4 separate regions of the Zea mays genome follow, and regions 1, 3 and 4 are each linked to region 2. Evidence: chromatin contacts called from public Hi-C data. All regions are on one chromosome and are shown on one strand. The core of a region is the stretch at or near the end of the contact, and the rest is flanking DNA. Distances in the headings are between cores, read along the strand shown.

What was found. Hi-C and Micro-C count contacts between places; a contact is called where the count stands out from the background.
Region 1: a Hi-C map of leaf mesophyll shows a contact between it and region 2, with 9 times the contacts expected there. The contact joins the promoter of LOC100277165 here to the enhancer-like site in region 2. A contact is called at or near these places in 3 of 25 Hi-C or Micro-C datasets (bundle sheath, endosperm and leaf mesophyll).
Region 3: a contact with region 2 is called in a Hi-C map of ear, with 5 times the contacts expected there. The contact joins the promoter of LOC100282091 here to the enhancer-like site in region 2. A contact is called at or near these places in 4 of 25 Hi-C or Micro-C datasets (ear, leaf and tassel) and 2 of 3 datasets of contacts at active chromatin or transcription factors (leaf and seedling).
Region 4: a Hi-C map of bundle sheath shows a contact between it and region 2, with 2.4 times the contacts expected there. The contact joins two enhancer-like sites. A contact is called at or near these places in 2 of 25 Hi-C or Micro-C datasets (bundle sheath and tassel).

What each region holds. Positions count from the first base shown.
Region 1 is chr2:62,557,468-62,560,167 of Zm-B73-REFERENCE-NAM-5.0, forward strand. LOC100277165 reads left to right here and starts at 1,287. Exons shown (of 2, transcript NM_001327920.1): 1 at 1,287-1,365; 2 at 1,516-2,374. The coding sequence starts at 1,521. The coding sequence ends at 1,847.
Region 2 is chr2:62,950,993-62,953,692 of Zm-B73-REFERENCE-NAM-5.0, forward strand. No RefSeq gene overlaps it. Among protein-coding and RNA genes, the nearest start is that of LOC100281271, 41 kb to the left of the region's middle. Within about 2 kb of position 1,444, at least 19 of the 20 cell types and tissues checked have an H3K27ac peak or open chromatin away from gene starts, as enhancers often do. A contact at or near this core is called in bundle sheath, ear, endosperm and 4 more, where this site is marked.
Region 3 is chr2:63,265,600-63,268,299 of Zm-B73-REFERENCE-NAM-5.0, forward strand. It overlaps LOC100282091, which reads left to right and starts at 1,309. Exons shown (of 2, transcript NM_001371822.1): 1 at 1,309-1,867; 2 at 2,028-2,700. The coding sequence starts at 1,388. The coding sequence ends at 2,540.
Region 4 is chr2:63,310,028-63,312,727 of Zm-B73-REFERENCE-NAM-5.0, forward strand. No RefSeq gene overlaps it. Among protein-coding and RNA genes, the nearest start is that of LOC100282091, 44 kb to the left of the region's middle. Within about 2 kb of position 1,349, at least 19 of the 20 cell types and tissues checked have an H3K27ac peak or open chromatin away from gene starts, as enhancers often do. A contact at or near this core is called in bundle sheath and tassel, where this site is marked.

The sequences.
Region 1 (2,700 bases), core at 37-2,536, 390 kb before region 2:
GCGCCTAGCTAGAAACGAATGGCTACTGGCCACTGCTCTCGGATCGGAAGGGAACGGCGCACTAGTGGCTTTCGGTTCCGAGAAAGGAGTCGTCGCGACCCGACGTGCCGCCGATGCGGCGTAAAATGACTCGCAGCGTGGCGTACAGTGGTTTGGCGTTTTGAGGTGCACAAATTTTAGCGGTGGGATGCGTCTCTGCGGCCTCATCATCTGCTGATCACAGACAAGTCAGCTGTGGCCTGTGGACTATACGTAGCCGCGTAGGGTACGTAGCTGCAGAGTCTCTCTCAGTTTTTTGTGTGTGGCTTTTGTTGAGGTGCATGGTGTGGCCAGTATTATTTTGCACTGCTTTTATTATCATCGTCCCGTCCGTCTCTTGGTCCGCGACGCGGTCATGCGGGAGACGAGCCGACTAGTGGAGCAGGAGCAGCTGCCTGCGACCACAAATGGACGAGTGTACCACACGCGAACGCCGCCCACGCGACGGAGGGACGAAGAAGCGGAACTCTGTCTGAGAGTATAATATTGTAGTATAGTGTTACGTTGGCGCGGCGCGGCGCGGAGGAAGTCGTCGGATGACTCGGATCGTCGAATCGAATCCTCTACGACACTACCACAGGCACCCACGCACGATGTATCTATCAATCGCTCAAGGTTTCCAAGGCCGAACGTGTCTGGACCAGCGCACATAGATTGGGAAACGATTTGTATATGAAAAAAAAAAGATTTGGATAGAGCGGCAGCAGCCAGCGGATTCATTCTAGAACCGTCCGCGCGTGGTCCCGTTGGCGTTTGCTCGCGACCGACGCGACGCGATCCGCACGCACCGGCAAGCCAGCTGCGCAACCCGCCAAGCTCCACAGCCCATCGTTTCCCGCCACCTCAAAGAAACCGCCCCCCTTTTTTTCTAATCAGAAGAGAACCGCCTGGGCGCTGGGCCGGCCGGAACGAGGGCACGGCCGTCGGCGTCGTCACTTTCATCCCTCCAGTTTTAGAGCTCTAAAAACTTCAAAATACTTTAGCTTATTTTAAAACTTCACCTAGCCAGAGCTTCTGGTCTAAAGTTTAGAGATCTGATAATGTTTTAAGAAAGAAAGCCCTAATCCGCTGGCGCCTTTGCTTAAAAAAAAAAAACCAGTGGGCTAGGCTAGTAGATGGGGCGGGGTGGGTCCACGAGGCCAGTGAGTGGGGTCAGGAGGAATCCTGGGCAGCGGTCCTGCCCGCGGGCAGTGCCGTGCCGTGCCACCCCCAGCATAAAAGCGAGGACTGCTCGGTCGCCGTGGTGCCGCAGTTTGCCGCTCTCGGCACTCGTTCGGCTTCCTCTCTTCTCTTTCCGGCCTATCAGCAGTCAGTTTCTCTCGTCTGGTAAGCTCCTTGGGACGCCTTCCTCCTATCCCTTTACTACTACAGTTCTTAACTCCTACCTAGGAGAAGAGAACTTCTCGTTCTAGATCCACTCAGCTTTTTATAAGAACTTTTTGTTCATTGGAGCCTGTGCTGCTTGTGGAGGTACAGTGCTGATGGCGTCCAACTACGTCGACACCGGGGCGGAGGAGGGCAGGTTCCACGGCCACCACAGCACGACGCCGACCAGCGCGGCGGCGTCGCCGAAGACGCTGCGGAGGAGCTCGTCGTCCGCCCACAGCCACGGCCACGGGCCCAAGTGCGTGTGCGCGCCGGCCACGCACGCAGGCTCCTTCAAGTGCCGCCTCCACCGCAGCAGCTCCCACGGCCACGGCCACGGCCACGGCAGCAACCCGGCGTCCCCTCCCTCCCCGGCCACCTTCGCCGCTGCGCCGCCGCCGGCCGCGGCCGCGTCCTCCTCCCGCACCGTCGCGGCGCAGTGACGGCGCCCCAAGAAACGCCGACCCAGCAGCAGTGAAGAGAGGAGAAGAGAAGAGAGAAACGGCAAAAGGGAAAAAGGAAAACACACTCTCTCTGTTATTATGCGACACGAGAAAGGGAGCTTATTTGTTCCTCCCTTCATCTTCACGTACGCCAACGGCAGAATTTCCCATTTCGTTTCACTTCCTCCTCCCCCCCTCGTCTTTTAACCTTTTTTGGCTGAGATATCCATCGATTCTCGCTGGAATGGTCTTCCCCTCCTTCGGTCAGAAGAAACCCTCCCTGGTTGTACTGTACTAGGCAATGCGCATCCTGCTAGATCGCCTCCGCTGAAATGGAAAGCGTATGTGTGATGGTGACATGAAGTTCACTTGTGTAATTATTACCATTTCAGTAAATCCATGCTTCTTGCAGGAGTTGTGATCTTGGTGGTGGGTCTGCTGATTACTCTTCCACCATTCCGTCGTGGAGGTCTTGAAATTGCGTCAATTATTCGCTATAAACAAGGATGACTGGCCAGGAAACAGTAACAGTGGACCGAGATCCAAAACAATTTTGGATGGTAAAACGTAGCAATCACACGACCTGCTTAGCACTGAAACGCTGGGATTCTTTGTTGAACGTAGCAATCTCACGACCTGCTTAGCACTGAAACGCTGGGATTCTTTGTTGGTTCGGTTCATCTCACCTACAAGTCTGGTCTGCTCTGTCAGTAGTAAAGTTCTGTCTGGCACGGATTGGTTATCCCGTGATTGTTTAGTGCTCATGTGATTGTTCTGCAGTGGTCTGACGGAGCCTGCATGGGTCCATGAGTCCATCCCGTCCTCACGTGTAAATGTCTCAGAGCTCCCCGGC
Region 2 (2,700 bases), core at 194-2,693:
CAAAATACCTTGTCCACTATTATTAATAATAACTCGATCTGTTGGTGGTAAGTTGCAGTTGTCAACCATAAAAAATAAAAAGAAAAAAAAAGAGCGAGACGAGACCTGCACGCTAGCTACGTACCGGCAACGACGACCGAACGACGAGCAGTGACATCAGTCGACTTCGGGCACCGGCGGCCTATTCGCCCATCCTCATCTACTACTATGTATACGTCGCGGCCAGCCGTGCAAAGAGGGTGGCGCCGGACCGGACGCGTGAGTGACGATCCACCCCGTCGGCGTCGTCTACCGGCCGACGAAGACGCGCGGAACGAATCCTGGCCGATCCAGTTGCCCGGCCCCGGCGGCGTGCCTCACCCTCCGCTTCTCTCGCGTCACGCTCGCTAGCTAGCTGCAGTGTCGCGACGTGGACTGCCAGCCTACCGGCGTACGTACGTACGTGACGGCTCTGCTTTCTATGGCCATACAGATTGAGATATATACAGTGCCGCGCGCGCGGGTGTTTATTTAAGAGTATGTCCAAGAGACTACTAATTTTTAACTCTATATTTGACTATATATTTAATTTTTTTATAAAGATTACACTCTATATGTATCATCTCACTCTAACAAACTATCTATCTAGTTTGGCTAGTCAGTTGGCTAGCCAAATTTGGCTAGTGAGAGAGTCAATTTGAAGAGTCATATAGCTTGGCGAGTTAAATAGCTAATCTGTTAGAGAGTTATTTTGCTATTAGAGAGTTAAATAGCTATCAGATAGTACGGCCACCTCTACGTACTCCTGCAGGTAGACTATAACGCTTTGGTAACCCCATTTTTTCTAAAGAATTTTCATTTTTATAAGGAAATTAGTTCATTTCCACTTGAAAAAATAGAAATTTATTTAAAAAAATTGGAGTTTTCAAACTATCACTTCATTATTTTTTTAACTTGTCACAGTCAGTTCGACGACGTACGTGCGCTTGCAGCCGCCGAGTAATAATAATAGCAGTGGTGCTGATCGAGCTGCCAAGGTTCCACTTCCACGTCGATGCGACGAACACGGACGAAACCGACAAGGGAGGAGCGCGGGATGGAGGCCACACACACGACGTACGGTTCCACGTCGTCCGACGGGGAATGGGATCGGAATCGGATGCTCTCGGACGTGTGAGGGGGAGAGACAGAGACCGAGGGAGCGAGCCTTTTTCCAGCGCCATGTGCGACGGGGACCGGCCGGCTCCGACATGCCGGGCGTGGCTTCCAACGCCGTGCAGCGACCCACGAACCAACAGCTTGGTGCGCGCGGTACGGAGGCGCTGTTCCTCGTCCGGTCTCGTTGGTTGGACTGGACGGAGCAGCTAGCTAGCCGTGCGGCCGTGCCCAAGCAAGCAAGCATAGCACATGGCGGATCACATGCGTGCGCGTTCGGTTAGCAGTTGCGGTGACAGGCACGGCACAGGCGCGCGCGCGGAGGGAGTCCGCGTCACGTCAAAGCTTTAGCTGAACTCGATGCTCTCCACGCCTCTACTGTGAGGTGGTCGTCGAGATCGGCGGTGGTGCCACGCTTGTTCTGCCTGCCTGGAACGCTGGACCTGGGTGGATGGGTCTGATAATTGGCGCGGGGCGCAGAAAGGGACCGGCGAACAAAGGCGTGATGGACACGGTCCATGAGGAAACGCACCGCGTGCGCGTGCCGTCGCTGTACTCGCCTTTGTCCGTGTCTCCTGGCCTGCACTGCACGTCCGGTCCACCTCGTCCGCGCGCGCAGGCGATCGATTGAAAAGTTTTTTTTTTTGCGCGGGTAGCAACAAGAGGTCTCCCTCAAGCGTGGATTACTACTTGCTCTCGTCTGTCCTGAGTGGAGTGCGTGGTGCTTGGTTTTTAGTTTGCAGATGCAAAGGAATTTTCGGGAGTTAGAAAAAAAAAACCCAATACACTCGTGACTACGAATGCTTGGTCATCGATGTTTTACGCTTCGGTATTTAATATATACCATCACTCGTTACTACGAATTTGGCATCACTACTAGTACTAAAACTGTTTTTTTAAAGACCGGTAGCGATTGATAGTCACCTACTTTAGTGTATCGGGTAGCTCGTCTAGTTCAAGCTTCTCATAGCTTGTTTGGTATACCTCGTTTTCTTCGAGTTGTTTTCCATGCGATTACATTAGTGTAGGTACGACACCACGTTATCTAGATCTTGAGATTCAAATTTTTGTGCTTATTGCTACGAAGGCAGAAGCAATCATTTAAATCTAAAATCTTCGCTCGATATCAGCAGGGGATCTTGGATACAGATTTAGGATGGAAAAATAGTGCTGAACTCAAACTAATAAATGTCGATACCTATTACCATAGAAAATGGGGCCACCTCTGTTTTTTTTTTTTTGGTTTGAACTAACCTCCGCTAGTGTTAGAAAAAAATCTTGGATGCTATCTGTCATCAAATGAGTGCACAGGCCTGTTTGGTGCCTTTTAGAACCAAAACTTATATTGTAACGCCTACTTATATTGTTGTTATGGATAATGATACGCTTTGGATTTTTATAACCATCACTACGTCAGTGGTTTATAGAACGTTTTGCGAAAAGGGCACAGATAAGTTATGTAGTACTAGTACGGTCGAATGAGCTCAGTCCGAACCGGTCTTTTGAAGAAGCTGTGTGCATATGCTGCGTGTGCCAATCATTTACGGCCAACCCTTTCCCATTTTC
Region 3 (2,700 bases), core at 59-2,558, 310 kb after region 2:
ATGCATCTGGAATCGAATCATTTGAAGAAAAAAAAAACCCCATATGCAACGTGCGGAGAAAATCACTTTGCATGGTTCGTGGTTCCTGACTTCCCGCGCGCCTTTCTCGCTGGGTGGCGTTGAAACCGCAGCCGCACGTCGTCCAGGCAGGGACTGCGACTGTTTGGGCCGCGTCGCATCGCATCGCCATGGTTCGTCGTTCGAGGGTGAAGTTTCACTGCGACTGCGAGATCGGATCTTTCTCGCGTGCGGTAAGCCCGTCTCCGACGGGGGAAGACTTTGACCGGCTGCCCCGCCGCAGCCGGAGATGCACATCGCTGCTTTTACTAGTGGCACGGACACGGACACGGACACGGATGCGCTAGTTTTAGCTTTCCCATCCGATCCAGAACAAAGCAGAGAAAAAAAGCCAGGACGACATGCACTAGCTAGCTAGACGACTTGAATCGGCCATGAAACATGGAAGTGGGGTGTGGCCCATCCATCAACATTTGTTGATCCATCCATCCAGCCCGGTCCACGTCCACCGCCGAACATCATATCGCACTCATCAGATTTCTCGACGTATTCTTAATTCTTATGTATGTAATTTATTTTGATCGGATTTCTCAACGTTTAATACAAAAGAGAGAGAGAGAGATAAATAAAAAGATAGAGAGAGAAAAAACAGGAGGAGGACAAAGAACGCGAGAAAATAAAATCTGATAGGGAAAAAAGATTAAAAAAATCAATAAATGGAAAAGCGAGAAAATTGAACGGATGTCAGCCCATGAATGTGACCAAGAGAAAGGTGAGAGAAATGGAGAAAAAAGGAAAATACCAAAGAACGGTAGATACGGAGAGATAAAAACAACCATTTACTACAGATCACATACACGCACGTGAAAGCGAAAGCAAAATGAATAACACATACTACAGTCCATCGAGTATGTACTACCTACCCATCATATTGGCAGCAGCAGCAGCAGACCACGGGGTAAAAAAAATCTGATCACTCCGTTGGTTCGCTGAAATAAACCGAGTGAATGTCCGCCCGTCTGGAATGGGGATTAGCTAGCAGCTTGCTATTGCTAGGCGAACCGCGAACGGCGTCCGCCCCACCCGGCCCGGCCAGGGCGGGTGGAAAGCGATCCGATTTTGTCCCGGCCTCGATCGCATCCGCGCGCCGTGCCCCCCCTACTACGTGTTTTTGTTGGCACCGGCTCACAGTCTTCGCTCTTCCGCCCCACCCGAGCCGGAGTCATGGCATGCCTTCCCTAACCGTGACAGTATATATATAACCACATCGGTTGCAAACCATCCATTCTCACTCCTCCCACTGGCGGTCGGTTCCCACGCCCGCCCAACGCCTTCGCGGTCGTCCTTGAGTTGCGCCTTGCGCCTTGCCATGGCCGTGCAGGGGCGGCACCTGTCGCACGACCTAGCAGCCCAGGCGGCGGGCGGCTACCTGTTCCTGGACGAGTACGCCGGGTGCGCGCCAGCCGCGGCCCCGGCCCCGGCCCGGATCGGGGACGCCACGACGGCGCTCAGCGACTTCCCGCGCGTCGAGGTTGCCTGGTGCAACTACGACGGCTTCCTGCCGAGGAAGCGGCCGCGCCTGGAGACGGCGGCGCCAGCAGCGGGCGGTGGTCTCTCAGAAGACCAGCGCGCGGGTTTGCCTCCGGCGGGCACGGAGCGCCTGCTGCCACTGCCTGTGGCTGTGGCACCGTTCGTCAACGCGCGGAGCCGCCGGGCGGTGGCGGCCTCCGGCACGGCGTCCACCAGTGGGAGGGTGGCAAGTGGCGCGACCGTGGCGGCCTCGCGGGGACTGCTGTCGTCGTGGACGCACCGCCACGGCGTGGAGATCGACGCGCTCGTTAGACTTGAGGTACGGGCGGCCATTGTTCGGTCGTGATCTTCATCTATCATCTGTCAATTGATGGTTAATAACTGGGAATCGACCGACTTCTTCCTTCTTCGTCATATGGGGACAACAACGCATGGTCCGACGGTGTCTGATCTGTGAGACATTATCTTGTGGTGCACAGGCAGAGAGGATGCGCGCGGCGCTGGAGGAGGCGCGGCGGCGGCACGCCCGCGCGCTGCTGGCCGCCGTGGGGCGCGCCGCGTCGGGGCGGCTGCGCGCGTCGGAGACGGACCTCGAGCGCGCGCTCCGGCGCGGCGCGGAGCTGGAGGAGAAGGCCCGGCAGGCGGGCGCCGAGTGCCAGGCGTGGATGGCCGTCGCCAGGAGGCACGAGGCCGCCGCCGCTGGCCTCCGCGCCACGCTGGACCAGCTCCTGCAGTCACCCTATGGCGCCGGCGGCGGCCGCGAGGAAGGCGGTGAGGCCGAGGACGCCGAGTCGTGTTGCTTCGAGGACGGCGGCGCGTCGTGCGCGTCCAGGTCCAAGCTGGCGTGCAGGTCGTGCGGCGCCGGCGAGGCGTCCGTGCTGCTGCTCCCGTGCCGGCACCTGTGCCTGTGCCGCGCGTGCGAGGCCGGCGTGGACGCCTGCCCCGTCTGCGCGGCCGCCAAGAACGGCTCGCTCCACGTCCTCGTCTCCTGATGGACTGAACATGTTCGTCGCCGACTGGTTACGCTACGTCACACGAGGCCATGGCAGGAGACGAGGCTTCCTGCGGACGCGATGCGCCGGTTACGGTTGATGCGCGGTTCATGCGCGAACGCAATGTGGCACAGCACAGAACGTCCTGGCAAATCGTGCG
Region 4 (2,700 bases), core at 99-2,598, 360 kb after region 2:
ACGGGTTGGTTTGGAGTCAATAATATTATTGGATGGGTTGGGTTTAATTTCTTTCTTATATTTTTGGATGGGTGTGGGATGAATATCAAAGTTATTAGATTTGTGTATGGGTGGGCGTGGGTTGGATTTTTTTGCCATTAGCAGGCCAGCCCCTAAATGTAAACACAATAATATATATGAGATATAAATTTAATAGTCTTATGTCTTCCGCGGATCAATGTAGAAAAATATGATTCTAGTTCGAGAAAAAGCATAAAGAATACTTAAAGAATAGAAGAATTAATTCAGTCTCCGAAAGGAGCCGTAGATATATCTATTATAAAATAATCACAAGTAAGATTGCACTTGATAATAACACTGATAATGATCCTCTAGATTGCTAGATTGAGACAATTAATAGTGTTGAGGTTGATGATGTTAATATGAATGCCACTACTATTAGCGCTAACTAGAATACTTGGCTTGATGGGCATGCTAGCGATTCTTTTTGGTCTGATATATTTGGCCTTAGATACCTGGATTTTCTTGATCCTAAATAAAATTATTTTTTGGCACAAAAGGAGACTAAACGAGAGAAATGTCCTACAGACAAACATTCTAAAAAGTTTTCTACGTTATCTATAATAAAATTCTATCAAATGGAAAAATATTATGATAGATATTGGCTTGCCTATTATAAGGAACTTGATAAAATCCTTTTGCATTGACCATAAATTTTATTCCTACGCAGTATATTGCAACTTTATGTTATTAAAGTTTTTTTTCTAGTGAGATAGGTCTCGTTCTAGAGTCTGGTACATGGACCGGCACGGTCCTGAAAATAGGATTTGGTTATTTAGAAACAGAGAGACTTGAGTCATATAATTATTTGTAACCCGGTAGACAAGGTTACGCTTATCACTTTATCAGCTTATGCAAGCACAGCACAGCCACGGCAAAGCTTTGACATGTGACCTTTCTTGTGCAGCCACGCGGGGACGCATGTGATTTGCTCTGGCCGCGGAAAGCTTTGCCCCCCTGGGTGGCTGGGTCCGATTCCGAGCAGCGATGTGCCGGCATAGCTTTTCCTCTCTCTCTCTCTCTCTCTCTCTCTCTCTCTCTCTCTCTCTCTCTCTCTCAATTCCCTCGCTCTCACAGTTTGCTCGCTCCCTCACGATTCACGATTCGCGTGGACCGGTCCAATCGATTGATGGATGATACTAGTGGGACGCACCGCGCACGGACGAATCCCGTGTAGCTTTCGGCTTTCCGATTGCCTTTTTCGCCGTTCCTGGCAGGGGACCCCACGGCCTGCTGATCATTCCGATCCCCACGACGGCGACGGCGAGACGTGCCAATGCCGGATAGGGGTGTGTGTGTGCGCCCCTGGCGGACAGGCAGGCAGGTGTCTGCCTCCGCGCGCGCGTGTTGACGACTGGACCAGTCAGTGGCCGCGCGTTGTCCAGAAGGAATTGAAAAAACGTTAGGTCCACATGGTGGACTCGTCCACCAGCTTATACCCACCCGGAAGGCCGGAACACACGAGTGAATGATGTTCGATTAATTAATTAACAATCTCGATTTGCTGTTCTTTTAGACGCGTTTGGTTGCGGGACAGCTAAAACAGAGACGTCTCTTGGTGTCCTTTCTCGTCCCTCCAATTTTAAGAGATAATTGAGAATAACACTGGGATAGTCCTGTCCTAACCTTTGAAACTTATTTGAGGGATCGTTTCATCCCATCCTGTCATTGCAATCAAACGCACCTTAATGACTATCTTGATGACTCATCTCGATTCAAATACAGGAACTGGACCTGATTAGCGGCTATGGTCAGAACTCGGATCAATCACGGTCATCATCGATTCAACTGTGCGCTGCGACATCAAGCAACTACTACCGGTAGGTGGTAGCTATTGACACGAACACGCGAGAGAATCCAAGTAAACAAGTGAAGGTAGGAATACGATTATATATATAGGATTGTATCCAAGAGGCAAGAGTCCAAACTTTGTCCGTGGAAAAAACTACAACCACGACTTTGATTTTTCTTGGCGAGACGGACCCGTGGCCGGGGCTGCAGATTTGCCTGGCGCCGGTGGCACCGCTCCCACTCTCGCAGTCGCACAGCAAACGCAGTGGCAGGTGGTCGTCGACGCCCCACCACGCACGTCGCACGGCACGGCGCGGATGCCATCATGCAGGGCAGGGCACCAGTCGCTGCGTACGTCGTGGGCTGCAGCAGGACGCAGCACTGTTGCTGCAAGTGGCAGGTGGTCACGCTCCTCCCCCCACGATACGCAACAAAGAGCAGCCGATTGATGCCCTTTCTTAGCTTTTCACTACAACTCAGACGTTATTAGCTTAATTAATGATATGGACACTTTACAAAGTTAATTAGCACGTACATCAGCAGTCGTCGACTCGTCGTTTGGTGCAGACACGCGCTCGCACAGCAGAGGAAAACAGTGGGACATCATAAATCAGTAGAGAAAAAACATATAAGCTACGTCCTTAGTACGAACTACAAAGAAAAGAAACTCTATAGACGTCTATCAGACCTGTCAGCGCGAAGAGCCAGTAGAAATAGTTATGTCCCACGGATGGCTAACTGAGAACCATCGGTACAAATTCTTTTTCAGAAAATATAAACCGGGTTGTAAAAATAGCAAAAATAATATATATTTTTTAATCACGGGAGGCCCCACCTGCTCTCATCTCT